Regions from separate parts of the Mus musculus genome. Here region 1 is linked to region 2. Evidence: chromatin contacts called from public HiChIP or PLAC-seq data. All regions are on one chromosome and are shown on one strand. Each heading gives the region's core, a stretch centred on a gene start, on an enhancer-like site or on the middle of the called end of the contact. The rest is flanking DNA. Distances are from core to core; before and after follow the strand shown.

Region 1 (2,883 bases), core at 124-2,623, 510 kb before region 2:
GGAACTGGCCAGGCTCCATGGCTCCCCAAGTGGAGAATAGTGGCAAATTTTCCTCCGTGATGTCCCTCCTGCTGCCCAGTCCTAGCACATCCCATGCCAGCCCCGGGGCCCTGAAGCCCTGGAACTTGGGCAGGGAAGCAATCCCTGGCCCTGTGGAGAGAGGGGTCACACGCCCGCGGGAAGCCCACCACTCCAGAGGGCTGGCCATATTGCCCCCAGGCAGCAAGGAAGGCCTGAGCTCCTGCAGAGCTGCAGGTCCATACCAGAGGGTGACTCGGGCGGGAGCCCGCGGGCAGGGCGCGGCCGAGCGGGCAGCAGGACCCAATGGACGCCGGAAGCCTCGGAGGCTGACTCATCCTCCTGCCTCCGACAGTCACCGCAGCTTCCACGGCCACACAGAGCGCCCCAAAGGGGATGCGCCCCCTGGAGGCCACATCAGAAAGCGCAACCTGGGACCCTGGTTCCAAGTTAGATCTCTATTTAGATAAATTTGAGGTTCAAAGGAAGGAGGCAAGCACAAACACTTCCTTATCAGTTGGTTTTCATCTCTTTCGAGCCCTCTGTGGAGGCGTGACACCAAATATGAGCATGTGAGCACCTAGTAGGCTCACAATTCGGGCGCAAGTGGATTGCTGGCCTGGTCCCAACCTAATGCAGCCTAATTGTCACCCCTCAGACTCATTTCTCCTTTTGGTCTTAAGACAGCAGAGAATTCATTGACAAACCAGTGACACCCCCCCCCCCCAGCTGATGAAAATGGACAACGTTTACCCAATACCATTGTGCAGAGAGTTTGCATACGTTATTTAATGCCCTTAATCTCTAAAGGAAGTAGATATTATTACCCTGCCTGTTTTCAGGAACTAAATGAAGATTTAAGCGATGGCACTACCGCTATTTGTAGTTTGTTTCTTGGTTTATGGTGGATTTTTTTATGTTATTGTTGTTGTTATTTTTGAGACAGGGTTTCTCTGTGTGACAGCCCTGCTGAAATGGAACTTGCTTTGTAGACCAGGCTGGCCTTGAACTCACAGAGATCACAGTGCTGGGTAAAGGAGTGAGTCACCATGCCCAGTACACACTCAGTTGTGTAAGCAACACTTTCATTTAATTCCACAATAATGTGGAGTGTAGGGATCATTTCCCACGGACAGGTCAGCTAACAGGAAATGAAGGTTCGTTTCTCAAGGTCTTACAGCTCCAATTCTCAGATATAAATCCCTCATTTCTTTCCAACTCCGTGGTCCCCTCCATTCCATCCCACCTCGGCCCTCCCTTGAGGAATAAAAGTGACTCACTCAACCCCACCTGTAGGCTCCAGCAGCTATGAGTCACTAACCCACCCTTTGGGTAGCAGTGACATCCATAACAAACCTAAGCACCTCCCACTTCCCTAGCCCCACCCCCTCCACCCACCCCACTGGCCCCTAGGAAGCGAGAGGCTGGTGAGTGGTTTCTGGTTTCCCACACACTGTCTTTTCAGTGCCCAGGAGGGTGACTGTCTTGAGATTCAATGACCGGTTTGAGCTCCTGTACACGCAAGGAGCCCAGATGTCCTAAACAACCGTCGTAGGCATAGCGGGGAAACCTATGATCGCACCACCACAGAGTAGCCTGAGGCAGGATTGCAGATGCTAAAGCAGCATAAACTACACAGCAAAGAGCCTGGATTACTGAGCTTGCCTGCAGGAGAAAAGAGCTTCAAACCTGATGCGACCGCCCCATGCCGCATCTCTGGGGCGAGAGAGGACTTCAGGAAGGGGTCTGTTAGCGTTCTGTCTAAGCTCCGCCCCACAGTTACCTGTCAATAGCCAGGTAGGCCTGACCCACTGCTTGCCCCTTTCTCCCTCCTTGTTCCTCTCTTGCTACCTTGTTCTTCCCTTCCCCATCTCTCCATGTGCTCATGGCCAGCCTCTACTCTTCTATTCTCCCTCTCTCTGCCTTTCTCTGCCTCTACTACCCTCTTAACTCCCCTCCCCATACCCTGAATAAACTCTATTCTATACTATACCTTTGTGTGGCTGGTCCCTCGGGGAAGGGGATGCCTCAGCATGGGCCCGCGGAGGAACCTCCTTCCCCCCCCCATACCTCACCACGCCCCCATAGAATATATACCCCCTCTTTTTTGTTTTGTTTTGTTTTTCGAGACAGGGTTTCTCTGTATAGCCCTGGCTGCCCTGGAACTCACTCTGTAGACCAGGCTGGCCTCGAACTCAGAAATCCGCCTGCCTCTGCCTCCCGAGTGCTAGGATTAAAGGCGTGCGCCACCACGCCCGGCATACCCCTCTTTTTATGTTTTTATAAACACACCAGGGTTGGTGGGTGCCTTGCCTGCATTACTCCAAGAATGTCAAAATCTTAAAGAATGAAAATAAGAAAAATCAAATGGAGGATGTCTGGATCCTTGAGAAGCCGACCTGGGAAGATTTTTAGTGCCATGGAAAAAGCAGAATGGCTTAGTTTACAAGGAAAAGGGGAGCCGGTCATGTGAGTGAAACCTGCAGGAGGCTGCCTTCAGAACAAGCTGGAAAAAGCCAGCTCTGGATCAACACCATCAAATTTCAATGGCTGTGAGTCACAGAGCTCAGACCTCAGAGGCAGTGGGGAGCACTTCCCCCTTGGCAGGCAAATCCCAGATGCCTGCCTTCTCCTGAAGGCCACAGAGGGAGATTGTCCCCCAGAAGAGGAGCCTTGAGGTTGATCTCCTAGCTCAGTGGGGGTACACTGGGGGTTCCGTCACAGCAGCACACACACACACACACACACACACACACACACCAGAAACAAAAGAACAGAGCCAGATGTAGTGGTTCACATCTGTCTTTGTTATCCTGACACTTGGAAGGAAGAGGCAGGAGGAGCAGGAGTTGAAAGCCAGATTCA
Region 2 (2,700 bases), core at 181-2,680:
TGGCTGGTCTGAAATTCACATAAAGCCACCTGCCTCTGCCTAGTAAGTACTGGGATTAAAGGTCTTTTTCCCTTTTTATTTTAAGTTTCATTTTGTTGGCATAGCATCTACTTTGTAGCCAGGGATGACCCTGAACTCATGGGCCCAAGCAAGCCAGCTTCAATTCACCCCACCTTCCAAAATCTTGACTTACACATGCCACTGTTGCTGACACCTTGGTCTCTCTTGAGTTTTCCTTGCTATAAGATTCCTGCATTATTCCATCTCCATAGACCCTTGCCTTCATTTTTTTCTTAAAGTACAGAATCTTGGGGAGGAGGGAGGTTTTGAAGACAGGAAAACATCCTATTGTCAGGGCTGGAAAGGCCGTTCTGCAGTTATGAGTGCTTGTTGCCTTTCAAGAAGACCTAGGTTTGATGTCGAGCATCCAGATGGGGCGGCTCCCAAAACACCTGTAACTCCAGTTCCAAGGAATCTGACACCCTCTTCAGGCCTCTGAGCATTCACACAGGGTGGGGAATTTATGTATACAGACACATAAATAAAAGTAGACATCTAAAACAAGTTTCCCAGCCGAATGTGGTAGGTGGTGCATGCCTTTAATCCCAGCACTCAGGAGGCAGAGGCAGGCGCATTTCTGAGTTCAAGGCCAGCCTGGTCTACAAAGTGAGTTTCAAGACAGCCGGAATACACAGAGAAACCCTGTCTCGAACTCCCCCCCCCCCCCACACACACACATAAAACCAAGTTTCTCAGTGTCATCTTCCTAGAAGATGAAAGGCCATCCCATAATGCAAGTAGGGTTAAGGACTAGACAGCTTTTGCCTTCATGCTTCCTAATGTTGGCAAGTTATTTAATGCCTGTGAGCCTCAAGTCCCGAAATCTGTACAAAAAGGGGCGCGCATCAAGTTTCACAAGTTGCTTTACGGAAAATGTATAATACAGTTATATGTAGCATAGAATGAAGGTTAACACCGTGTGGCTACTATACTTTTCCACTGAGCCCTTACCCAGATCTGGTAACTTGTGGTATGGTGACACTTCTTGAGTACCTGTCCAAGAGATGCTGAAAGGCTAGGCAGGCAGACTGTAGGACAGTGGCTTTTTTTTTTTTTTTTTTCAGTGTTAATGGGAAAGAGCAAGTCAAGAAGAAACTGTGGGGACAGTAGAGGAAGCTTAAAGATACAGCTGTAGTTCTAGGCAGAAATGCTTGGCAGAGAGAGAGAGAGAGAGAGAGAGAGAGAGAGAGAGAGAGAGAGAGAGAGGAGACAGAGGGGGAAGAGGTGAAGAGGGGGCGGTAGGGAGACCCGAGTCTGAGGAAGTAAACAAGGGGAGTGCCACCACCGAGAGGAGGGCTCGGCTGCTGGGAATCAGCCCCCTCACACTTTCCACTGCGAAGCGAAACCCCGCGCCTTGGTCTGGGGGGGCGGGCAGTGGGGAGGAGAAGCAGAAGGACTGGGTCTGGAGGAGCAGCTCAAGTTCTAGCTAGCTGCAGTGGGTTTGCCTGCACTCTGCTCTGGGTCCCAGCCCGGGCCTCTGATCATTATCCATCCTGCTGTCTCCAGTCCCCACTCCTGGGGCGTCCTCTTCACCCTACATTCTTTCCCTCCGCCTCACCTCCTCCTTGTAGAACTTCTCTCTCTCTCTCTCTCTCTCTCTCTCTCTCTCTCTCTCTCTCTCTGTGTGTGTGTGTGTGTCTGTCTGTCTGTCTGTCTCTCTCTCCTCCCAGGACCTTTTTCTAACCTCCCTTGGAGGGCTGGGGAGGCCCGGGCCATAGAGGAGATGAGGGAGGACCTGCTCCTTGGCTTTTTGCTTCTGGGACTGCTTTGGGAAGCTCCAGGTAAGGTGGAGAGTCCAGCAGGGACCTCTATGGCTGTCTCTTTAGCTGTGGTGATATTCCAATGCTTTTGTTGAGGGGAGGGGTGTGTGTGTGTGTGTGTGTGTGTGTTTTGAGACAGGGTTTCTTTGTGTTGCCCTGGCTGTCCTGGGACTGGCTCTGATGACCAGGCTGGCCTTGAATTTATAGTGATCCACTTGCCTCTGCCTCCCCAGTGCTGGGATTAGAGGCGTGCACCATCACTTTGTATAAGGGCAGATCCCAAAGCTGCCTCAGCCTCCCTTCAACAGGGAGGCATGATGTTTCTTTCTTAGGAAAGCCAGGGCATTTCTCTATTCTCCAATCTCTTGGCTCAATGCCCTTGGCCTCTCTTTTGTTCCACTAGTTGTGTCTTCAGGGCCTGGGAAAGAGCTCCCCGTGGTGTGGGCCCAGGAGGGAGCTCCCGTCCATCTTCCCTGCAGCCTCAAATCCCCCAACCTGGATCCTAACTTTCTACGAAGAGGAGGGGTTATCTGGCAACATCAACCAGACAGGTATGAACTCCAAAGTTGAACAACAGAACCTCCCAATCCTGTCCTAATGGATAAAACCCTGTCCAAGCCAGTTTTGTCCTCTTTGTGAGCCCCTCTAAAGCCAGTAGCTCAGTGTCCTCTAAAACCACACAGCCTTCCTGTGGATTGCTCCCCACACACCGGCATCCTGTAGTGCCCCACCTCTCCAGTAGCAGATAGTGCTGAAGACCAACGGAAGTGGGGACAGGGGTAGTTATGGGGGAGAGGGGAGGCTGCTGACGGTCAAGAGGTCTCTTAGGCAGGTTAACTTTATCCTCAAAGCATGCTTGAGTGCATCTTCTTCGTGGCCT

Evidence for each region. HiChIP or PLAC-seq counts read pairs in DNA pulled down with a chosen protein or histone mark.
Region 1: a contact with region 2 is called in an H3K27ac HiChIP or PLAC-seq map of embryonic stem cells, with 6 read pairs. The contact joins the enhancer-like site here to the promoter of Lag3 in region 2. A contact is called at or near these places in 1 of 484 Hi-C or Micro-C datasets (the N1E-115 cell line) and 4 of 115 datasets of contacts at active chromatin or transcription factors (bone marrow-derived macrophages, embryonic stem cells, extraembryonic endoderm stem cells and 1 more).

What each region holds. Positions count from the first base shown.
Region 1 is chr6:125,424,046-125,426,928 of GRCm38.p6, reverse strand. No RefSeq gene overlaps it. Among named protein-coding and RNA genes, the nearest start is that of Gm32673, 5.4 kb to the left of the region's middle. Within about 2 kb of position 1,373, at least 359 of the 459 cell types and tissues checked have an H3K27ac peak or open chromatin away from gene starts, as enhancers often do. A contact at or near this core is called in the N1E-115 cell line, bone marrow-derived macrophages, embryonic stem cells and 2 more, where this site is marked.
Region 2 is chr6:124,910,435-124,913,134 of GRCm38.p6, reverse strand. It overlaps Lag3 (lymphocyte-activation gene 3), which reads left to right and starts at 1,430. Exons shown (of 8, transcript NM_008479.2): 1 at 1,430-1,841; 2 at 2,224-2,371. The coding sequence starts at 1,784.